Linked DNA regions of Mus musculus: region 1 is linked to region 2. The links are chromatin contacts, called in public Micro-C maps. All regions are on one chromosome and are shown on one strand. Each heading gives the region's core, a stretch centred on a gene start, on an enhancer-like site or on the middle of the called end of the contact. The rest is flanking DNA. Distances are from core to core; before and after follow the strand shown.

Region 1 (5,104 bases), core at 680-3,179, 250 kb before region 2:
CCACCCCCCCACCCCCCAAGGCAGAGTCAGCTCCAGCTAAGCTGCTTTTATTGAGGAGGGCGAGTCCCAGGCACAAAAATGAAATCTGTAGGTTTCCAAGAAAGAGTTCAATGACAATCACATGTAGATGACAGGGCCATTTCTGAAGGGCATGGGCAAGGCCTACTGAGTCACCCTTTCCCAAAGCGGTGAGCATGGGGCAGATAAGACTGTACTTTGAATACTAGAGGTGCCCTTGGGACAAGCTAGTGGGAAATTGGCATAGTTGGTGGTGGCTTAGTAGTTTCCAAGCCGAGACTTGCCATTTGCTTTATTACTTAATTTTTGAAAAAAAAAAAAAAAGTATGTGCCTCAGTTTCCCTCCTGAGAACTGGGCTGATATAGGGATGGTGTTTATTTCTTAGGGATCATCTACCATAAGGGGTTGGCTCCCTTCCTGGGAAAGTCGAGGAAGGTTTGCTATTAGTGTGGTGGCCTTGATCTTCCAGGGTTGACTGCCCTTGAGTCCTGTGTAGTTACATCCCCAGGACTGGCCCCAGAACTCAGTAACATGTTGCCTATAGGCAATATTCTGCCTATAGGGATGGAAGGAAGAAGGGAGACCCTGTTAGTGGGGTGTGGTCATGGGGGAATCCTGACGGGGCTGGGTCAAAGCTAATGCGGAGCATGACAGAAAGGCAGATAGATGGTGGAGAGGGGACAGGAGGGCCTGGCCTTCTCGCCAGATGGCTGATTTGCCTAGAGCCAGCAGGGGTCACTGCAGATCTAAGTAACTTTAGCAAGGTAGTGGGCCTCTTGCATCATTACCTGTCTGCATAGCCAGGGTGCAGGACCAGTTCTGGACAGGTGCTTGAGGTTTGCCTCATGTAGTTGAAAGTGACTATCTTGGTCATCTGGCCCTGATGTCCTTGTAGGCCTCCACAGCTGCCTGAGCTCATGGCCTACTGAGCCCAGCTTCCAGCAGGACCTGGAAAGTCTCTAGGGATGCCTTCTATAGAAGCCACCTGGGCCCAAGGCATCTCTCTTCTTGTTCTGGCTCAGCAGGTTGGTAACCAAGGATAGGAAACGTGTAAACCTCATTTTATCAAGGTCCCCTGAGTTTATCTGCACCTGTGTTGCCACAAATGCTTAGCGAAACACCAGTTTACAGTCCTATCTGGGTTAGAGGGCATGTGGGTCCTAGGGAGGTTCATGTCTCAACTGCACCCCTCCCCCACTTACTATAAAGTAGAGTGAAACATGTTTCCTCTAAGATAATGCAAAGAACAAGTGCACAGAGAATGATGTAATTGTATTCTAATAAAAATTATTATTTAAAAAAGTGCACAGAAGAAAATTTCCTTCCCTAAGCTTGACAGAGGGGCTCAGTTCTTCTGGAAGAGTTCCAACAGAAAAGGCCCCCTTAGGACAGGTGGGATGGCTCAGAGGGCAAAGGTGCTTCATGCCAGGTCTGACCAACTGAAGTGCAAGACCCAGAACACACATGATGGGAGAACTGACCAGATTAAAACTAATGTGTGTAATAAAATAAGAAAAGCTCATTTAGAAGTCCTCTCATCTAACGCCCCGTCTCTGCTTTCATTAAAAAAGAAAGGTTGGTAGGGGTTTGAGGAAACTAACTCGCACTGAGGGTGGGGACATCTGGACCGTCGTGGTAGAAGGAAGGAAGCAGGCTCCCAAATGTGAGCTCCTGAGGTTCCATAGCAAGCAAGGCACTGGGAGAGCTCCCAGCCCCTGGCTCCCAGCCAGGAGTCTTCACCCCACCCCACCCTACCCCACCTCCCTCCCCCAAACACACACTCTCTACCCGTCCATCCTCCGGGTCTGGATGCCAAAAGTCTGGAATAGAGCCTGTGCCCTATACACACAAGGCTGCGGTTTCCTCTGTGTGACCCGCAGGCTACCCGGAGGGTGTGGGTGTCGAGCGCGCGCACCAAGGTTGTGTAACAAGCTCCCGGCTTGTGTGCACGCGCTGTGTAACCTGATGCAACAGGGAAGTTTGCGGTCCCGTGAGCTGGGGTGTGGGCGCTTGGCTGGTGGCCAAACCACAAGGACTATTTGACTTACGGCTGTGGAGGAGGCTGCGTTTGGGGGTCGTGGGGCTGTCTACGTCAGGGCTTGTCTGGCTTGCATTGCCCACATCCTGGTCCTTGTGGGCACAGGACTGGGAATGGGGCTGCCTGGTCAGGTGGTGTTGGGGAGAGACTAGTAGACAAGGAATGGTCCCATGTTAGCATGCTGTTGTGACGGGTGGAGAACCGGCTGACTTCCGCCCTGCCCTCGGTGTTTTCCAAGAGCTAACTCTCCTGCCAGTTCCACCTATCTGTCCTGCAGACCTGCACCTCTTACCTCAGATTCAAGTCTTTCTTCTATGCAGCAGTATCTGTCTTTCCTTCCTCTAGCCACTGGAGACCTACATCCCTGTCTCTGTGGACTAGGCTTTCCCCGCACACCTATGTGTGAAGCAGAATGAGGGGAAAGGTTAAAGGGCAAACGCTAATGTTGCCCGTCCAGTTTCTCTAACCCTGTCAGCTCACTACCATTTTGAGCCAAGTGCCTAAGAATGATGTAGGTTCTTCTTGCCTCCCTGGACCCATCTGGAAGGGGGAGTCTTTGCCCTCCCTCCATGGGGCTGACAAAAGGGTCGCTCAGGGACATGGAACTAAAGGGTCCAGGAAGGGATTTGAATGGGAGTTGCCCTTGCTTTTTTTGTCCCCTACCTATACCATCTCACAGATGCCACAGGCACTTCGGAGAGCAAGGGCCCTGGAAGACATGACTAAGAAAGGCATGGCACTGTCTTGCCCGCCCTGGTGAGGGGTGGGTCCACGGCCACGAGTGTATCTTTGATGAAGAGAGATGGGGTTTACGTTTTTATATTCTATTTATTTTTTATTTATTTGCCGCGCGCGCGTGTGTGTGTGTGTGTGTGTGTGTGTGTATGATGCGTGTGGTGCATACATCCCACAGCATGAAACTCAGAGGACCTCCTGCCTCCATCTCTCAACTTCTGAGATTACATACGTTGTGGTCCACCATGCCTGGTTTATATGTTGGCGATCGAACCCAGGGCTTTCTGACTGCCAGGGAAGAGCTCAACCCACTGAGCTCCATCCTCAGACCATGGTCTGGTTCTGTTTGTTTGTTTTTGTTTTTACCTTTACCCACCTATGCTATCCCTTAGAGAGATACTTTCCTTGTGGGCGGCCAGTGGGTACCAGAGAAGCAGGGCTAGATAAAGTGGGGAGGGAATCTGTGTCCAACCCCTCTTTTTTCTCTGGCTGAGTGGCACCTGGCACTGTGACGCTCCTCTCCGTGCTCCCAGGATGACTTGGGTCTCCACCACTCTATTCTGCACTGTCTGTGTGTTGACGACCTGTCTAGGTGCTGACGTAGAACAACCAGAACACCTGAGATGGCACTCTCGGTGTGTCAACCCTCACATACACACAGCCAGGCAGACAAGAAAGCTGTCAGAGCAAACAGAAGCCCAGAGAGGGTAGGTACTGAGCTCAAATGTAAATGGCAGACGTAGTCTAGCCACATCTATCTTAGCATCCTCAAATATGAGCCTGAGGGTCTGGGTCATAAAAACAGAGATCTACTTATGTCCTCATGTGCTCCACATCTGTCTCCCAGATGGCTCAGAACACTGCTGGATGGATGGGATGATGCCGTGTAGATGTCATGGGTAGGGACTTCATCTTATTCACATCCCCCAAGCCCCCACTGATGCTTTAGAGGCTTTAGAGAAATGTTTCTGGAAAGGAGGCGCCTTTCGGGAGCCACTGAGATGGCTCAGTGGGTGAAGGGGGCTTGCCACCCAGCCTGACGACCTGGGTTCAGTTCCTGGAACCCACACAGTAGAGGAGAGAACTGATTCCTGCAAATTAACCTCTGATCTCCATCCATGTGCTGTGACACGAATGCTTTCATACATGTGCACACATATATACAATAAATCAAGATGAAAAGAGTATTAAGAAAAAAAAAAAGGAATGATCCATTGGGTGGAGATGTCCCCAGGGCTTGGTTTGGGATTGTTCATTATCTGCTCCACAAGACCTGGCTCAGTCACAGTGTACGTAGGCTCTGGGAACCAGTGCCAGGCCTTCAGCCAGGGGAGACGGGGAAGAATTCTCTACAGTCTGGGTTGCTGCCTCTGTGTAGACTGTGGGCACAAGGTAGTTACCTGGGAGGAAAGGATGAGAGAAAGATTGGAAACTAAGTAGCTCCTGGAGGTGAATAATTTCTTTGTATCCAAATGCAGGCAACAGAAACCAGAAACAGAGCGCCTGTGTGTGGCCTAGAGGAGTGCTCAGTGCGTCTTTAGTGAGTCATCACAGGAGGGACTCAAGGAGCTGAAGTTCCTTGAAGGAAGGCCCAGGCCATAATTTCTGTTGTCATTTTAGCCCTTAGCAATGGTCCAGAGCAGGATCTGATATGTTTGATAACTGACTCTCTGACAGAGCAAACAAATTAGCACTAAGGTGCATGATAGTGGACAGAAAGAGTAGTCATAGAAAATAGCCCGAAGCTCTGGCAGACCAGACCAGTGAGGCAGAGTTCAAGGCTGGACCCAGGAGCAGATGTCAGAGAAGTAAGACAAGCGCCTGGCTAAGACGCGGAGCTGGACTCCCACAATGCTTTGTAGAGGATCTTTTGGGACACCTGTGTTTATGGGTCACTTATATGTTCGAGTCTTTTCTGAGCTTTGTTTTTTGTTTTTTGTTTTTTAGGTTTTGTTTTTGTTTTTGTTTTTTGAGACACGGTTTCTCTAGGTAGCCTTGGCTGTCCTGGAACTCACTCTGTATACCAAGCTGGCCTTGGACTCAGAGATCCACCTGCTTCTGCCTCCTGAGTGCCAAGGTAAAGGCGTGCATCACCACTACCAGGCCTCTTCTGAGCTCTTTACCCAGATCGTGTCTTTATCTTTCCAGAAACACACAAAACATCTGTACCGTTCCCCCAGTGTTAAAGAAGACAGCCCAAAGCCAGGCGTGATGATGCACGCCTTTAATCCCAGCACTTGGGAGGCAGAGGCAGGCGAATTTCTGAGTTCGAGGCCAGCCTGGTCTACAGGGTCTACAGAGTGAGTTCCAGG
Region 2 (5,110 bases), core at 2,592-5,091:
CTCTGGCTACAGCACAGGCACGGGCACACATCAGTGAGAGAAGTAGGGTGTACAAAGAACAAACAAACAAACGTGCACGGTAGCATGAGCCCTGGGGAGAGCACGTGACTGGAATTTCAGAAGTTCAAAGTCATATTTAGCAATCTAGTGAGGCTGGGGTTCCATCCTAGGCTACATGAATAAGACCCTGTTCAAAACCAAGTGGACCATTTCACAGGTTCAACCACTGACAGACACCAGGGAAGTCTCTGCTGACTGCAGGGGCATGGGCAGCCAGGCTGGAACTGGCTGCAGCAAGGGCAAGAACAAGTGCAGAGTGAGTGCCCACTGCCCAGTCCAGGCCCCCACTCCGTGCCCTCAGCAGGCCGGCTTCAGTGGCATCTCGCAGGGCCAACTTCTCAGTGCATGAAGTCTTCCCGTAGGATGAGAGGAGGCTTGGGCCTGCTGGACATTAAGTGGGGAAGGATGCTTACTCAGCTTTGTTAAACTCAAGAGTCAGTCTGGCTTCTCTGCTTGAGTGCTTCCTGAGCCAGGGGGCCTGGGGCTAGAAGGAAGGAAATCCCTTTCAGCCAGGAACGCCAGCCAGACCCCTCCTGAAGAGCCCCTCCTCTGGTCGCCACAGCCCCTCACCCACTCTGCAGTATTAGCTGCCCAGGGGCTACCCTTCACCTAAGCAGCTCTTCTGGGGTCCCACACACTCTCTCCATCCCCCCTCTACCCCCAGGACTACATCTGGGTGCCCCCTTCCCCACAATCCATCCGCAGCCGTCAGCTTTGGTTTTTCCAGGCCCCTTTGTCTGGCCCTTTCTGAACCCGTTTGGGGCTCAGCCCAGATCAGCAATTATAAGTACCCACTTTTCCTCTCAGCTCGCACAAGGTGCCTATTGTCCACTGTGCAAAGGAAGAGCATCCATGTTCGTGCTGTGAAGGAGGAAGGGTGTTTACTTACCCAAGGTCGGCTGCACCACCTTGCATGCTGTGCACAACCACACCCCAACACGGGAGGAACACGCACTCCTTGTGGGCCCTGTGGTAGATAAAGCAAACAGAGGTGCAGGGCACAGAATGGCTGCATAGATACAGGACATAGACTGCATAGACAGTGGGACCCTTGAGGTCAGGTTCAGCCATCCTCTGAATCTACCAGCATTGCTTTCAGGACTGCCCCATACCAGTACCCACAGATGCCCAAATGCATTGTGCACAACAAAGACATTTTACATATGACCTAATCAAATACTGTTATCCACCTAAACTACATACAATATCTCATACAACATAAATGCTATGTAAACTGTTATTGTATTGTATTGTTTAGAGAGTAAGAATGAAGGAGTAACACTGTGCAAATCCTTCCGATATTCTAACTGCTGAGCTACCTCTCCAGGCCCCATTTCCCATATTTTAAAATATTGACTGATGGGGTGTATAGCTACAGAACCCAAGGACAGAGAAAGGTGGTGGTGTGGTCCATAGAGGCTACAGCCACCTCTGCTCAGGCCTTCTGAGATTCCCTCCACTCTTTTCTTCCATCTCTTGATTAATCCGCACGCCTGCTCTCCCAGGCAGGGATCACAGCTCCTGGCAGCGAGCTAAGGGCAGGAAACCTGGGTGGCTGGAGGCATCCCTGAGTTCATCCAAGGAGAAAGAGGGATGGAAGCTACCAAGAATCTAACAGAGCAGAGCTGCAGGGCAGACCTGAGGATGCTGCTGGTTGTTGTGTTTTGAGACAAGGTCTCACTATGTGATCCTGGCTGGTTTGACGCTCCCTACAGATACCAGGTTGACTTCAAACTCACGGAGATCTCTGCCTCTGCCTCTGCCTCTGCCTTCCGAATGCTGAGATTAAATGTGTGTGCCACCATGCCTGGTGTTTCTAATATTCTTCATGGGAAAATGAGCTGTGACTTGCTCAAGAACACAGGGTAAATCTCCTGGCCCAGACTGGGGCTTGGGGACTTAGTATGAGGATCAAAGAGTAGGTTGGTCAGATGCTAGGCACATTTCTCATCCTGTAAGCACACACGTGCATACACACCCACATGGAAAGGTCGCATGCACACACACACACACACACACACACACACACCAAACCCTGTGAGTAAACTGGTAAACTGTGACCCGTGATATTAGTGGCACTAGCTGTGCACGTACTAATATCAGTGCAAGTCAGTGCATGCTCAAAACAGCAGAACTATTCTGCCCTACAGACCTGGAAGCCAGAAGGCCAAGTTCAAGCTATTGGCAGGGCCCCACTCCCTCCTCCGCACTTGGGAAGCATCCCATCTGACTCCCTGGTGATAACCACTAGAGCTCAGCGAGGGCTGCATCACCTCAGCCTTCAGGTGGCTCTGTCTGTGTCTGTGTGTCCTTTGTTCTTATGAAGACAACAGTCACTGGGTGTGGTCCCCTTGAATCTGGGGTGACCTTATCTTCAACTGAGTTACACCTACAAGGACCATACCTCCAAACAAGGTCACATTCTAAGCTTTCAGGCGGACATAACTCTGGGCGGGGCACAGAACACCATTCAATCCTCTGTAGCAGTGGCTCTCAGCCTTCCTGATGCTGCGACCCTCTAATACAGTTCCTCATGTTGTGGTGACCCCCAGCCATAAAGTTATTTTCACAGCTACTTCATAACTGCAGTTTTGCTACTATTTTGAATCGTAATATAAATACCTGGTGTGCAGGATGCCCGATGTATGACCCCTGTGAATGTGTCAGATGACACCCACCCCAGGGGTTGCGACCCACCATTTGAGAAGCGATGCACTACAGTTACATTTACAAAGATGACGGAGTAAGAATAGGGACAGCTTTTGTGGGGCGCTATCATTTACCTACTACAAATATATTAGAGGATTGTAAGAGATCCAGAGGGAAAGTAACACAGAATAGGGGTGACTGGGTAGAATAGGGGTGACGACTGGGTAGAATAGGGGTCACTGGATAGAATAGGGGGTTCAGCCTATAGTACTGGTAGGAGGGGTTCAGGAGACGCCCTACTGAGATGATTTGAACAAAGTCCTCGAGAAGTAGAAGGAATGAGCCATTTGGGTGTCTGGGGAAAGGCATCCAGGAGGCAGGAGGAGCCGTGCAAAGGTCCTGAGGCAGGAATATGCCAGACATGAGGCTGGAATAGAGTAAATGAGAGGCAGACGAACAGCAAAACGGGATCTGGCAGGTCTTGCAGGTCCCTATAGGAAGGAACCTGTCTCCTTACAGCACTGTGAGTGAGGATCGCCAGAGCTGAAGAGAAGTAGAGATGCCTGTGTTGTCACGTATCTCTCTGGCTGCTGGTTTGGGCCCAGGCTGCAGGAGGCCATGACTGAGGCTAACTCGGCTTCCAGCTCTCCACCACACCCTGCTGCCTCAGGCAGAAAAGCCTCCACAACTCGCCTGGAAAGGCGCCTCGGGTGCCCTGCCTCCCCTGCTGCTGGACCCCCCGGCCTGCCCGCAGGGTTCAGGTTTCCCCTAGTCAGCTGTACCCACCGAGCTGGGAAACTCGGCTTTCCAGAAACAGTTCGTCATTTTTCCATTCGGAAAACTTTGCTGCTCCCGCCCCTGTCCCCTGCAACCAAAGCTGAGCACGAAGCACGCGGCTATTCTGGAGCTCAGGAGGCCCACGAGCCGGGGCAGGGTGGGTCTCACCTGCTCATAGCTATCCACCACCAAACTATCCCTTTCCACAGCTGGCCATGCTACTTCCTCCTTAGGGATCCTCCCTGCCCTCCACGCGTGCTGTATCATCCATAGATCACACCTACAGCCCGCCCACCTGCTTTAGTCCTCTGCCTTGCTACGTAGGAAGGAGCACGCCCAGGCTGGAGGCCCCGGAGCACCTTGGGAAGAGGGGAGTAGGGCTGAGACTCATGCTCCCACCTTCGCTGCTGAGGTAAGTGAAGAGTTCTCCCATAGTCTTTCTTCCACGGTGTCCCTTGCTCCCTAGCCAATGGGGAACCTCCACATTTGCTGGGCCAGCCGAGTATGCAGAGCCTGAGGTCTGGGGTGATTTCTTTAGGTCCTACCGGATAATAACATTTTCTTTCTCCTCCTGCTCCAGTTTCGCCCTACACTCCTTCTTGAGGTGACCCCAAGATCCAGCTAATTGTTTTCCCCAAAGTGCCTGACCTGCGTGAGACTCAGAGGTCTAGATATGTCACAACCAATCTCCATGTTCCCCCAAAGGACTGTTATTCTCGAGCCCTGTATAAATCTCTGTCCACATGTGACCAGGGGGTCTCTTCATTCGGTCTTGGAAAAAAAAAAAAAAAGAACTAAAATTTGATGGCCATCAAAACCGAACCCCTGTCATTTCTTAAATATGGGACTTGGAGGCACATTCCTAAGTGTCTGAGTCTCCCTGGCTATAAAGTATGGATATGCTTTTCACAGTGCATAACACTGTAGTGATTTAGTTAATATCATGGATGGGGTGAACTCTGTGAATACCCAGAGTTGCCAAGCACCGGAGGTTTGAATGAGAATATCCCACACTGGCTGATATGTATGAATACTTGGTCTCCAGTTGGCGGCGCTGTTTGGGGGCGGTGTAGGGGGTGTGGCCTTGCTGGAGGAGGTGTGTCACTTGGGGCGGGCTTTGAGGTTTCAAAGCCTCCGTGACTTCTCTCTTAGCTCCAGGCTTCCAGTTTAAAGAGGCAAGCCTTCAACTTCAATGGCCATGGCTCTAGTCTGCCTTGGTGGAGTCTTAATCCCCTGGAACCGTAATCCAACATGAACTCTTCCATAAAGTGCTCCGGTCCTGGCGTTTTATCTCAGCAGCGAGAACTAATCAGTACACAGAGCTACGCATCTTGATGAGCCAAACACGGGCCTCTGCTCTCCCTGCAAAAATCTCCAAGGGCTAAGCAGAGGTTTAAGCATGCATTCTTCTAGATATTTCTTGCTTTTATTTTTGAGATTATAAAAACAATTACATCATCGCCCCCTTCCCTTTCCTCCCTCCAAATACTATGTCCTCAGCATCTCTGGGCTGCCTGGGTAAGGATGCTTTGTGTAAGGATGGGGCCTGTGGCTTTCCCCATCGACTTTGCCTATTGAAGCTGCCCTATTCAGCTCCCGTGTAGGCTGTCATGTTTGTGAGACT

What was found. A called contact is a pair of places that touch in the nucleus more often than the background predicts.
Region 1: a contact with region 2 is called in a Micro-C map of embryonic stem cells, with 1.7 times the contacts expected there. The contact joins two enhancer-like sites. A contact is called at or near these places in 1 of 15 datasets of contacts at CTCF or cohesin (large pre-B cells), 6 of 484 Hi-C or Micro-C datasets (B cells, the N1E-115 cell line, bone marrow-derived macrophages and 3 more) and 6 of 115 datasets of contacts at active chromatin or transcription factors (embryonic hindbrain, embryonic stem cells, pancreatic cancer cells and 2 more).

What each region holds. Positions count from the first base shown.
Region 1 is chr17:46,070,961-46,076,064 of GRCm38.p6, reverse strand. No RefSeq gene overlaps it. Among named protein-coding and RNA genes, the nearest start is that of Mrps18a, 37 kb to the left of the region's middle. Within about 2 kb of position 1,929, at least 230 of the 459 cell types and tissues checked have an H3K27ac peak or open chromatin away from gene starts, as enhancers often do. A contact at or near this core is called in embryonic stem cells, where this site is marked.
Region 2 is chr17:45,820,997-45,826,106 of GRCm38.p6, reverse strand. It overlaps Gm46607 (a long non-coding RNA gene), which reads right to left. Exons shown (of 3, transcript XR_001782269.2): 2 at 950-1,027; 3 at 447-544. Gm35692 (a long non-coding RNA gene) reads left to right here. Exons shown (of 3, transcript XR_876833.1): 2 at 3,229-3,898; 3 at 4,067-4,232. Among named protein-coding and RNA genes, the nearest start is that of Gm35692, 5.3 kb to the left of the region's middle. Within about 2 kb of position 3,841, at least 8 of the 459 cell types and tissues checked have an H3K27ac peak or open chromatin away from gene starts, as enhancers often do. A contact at or near this core is called in embryonic stem cells, where this site is marked.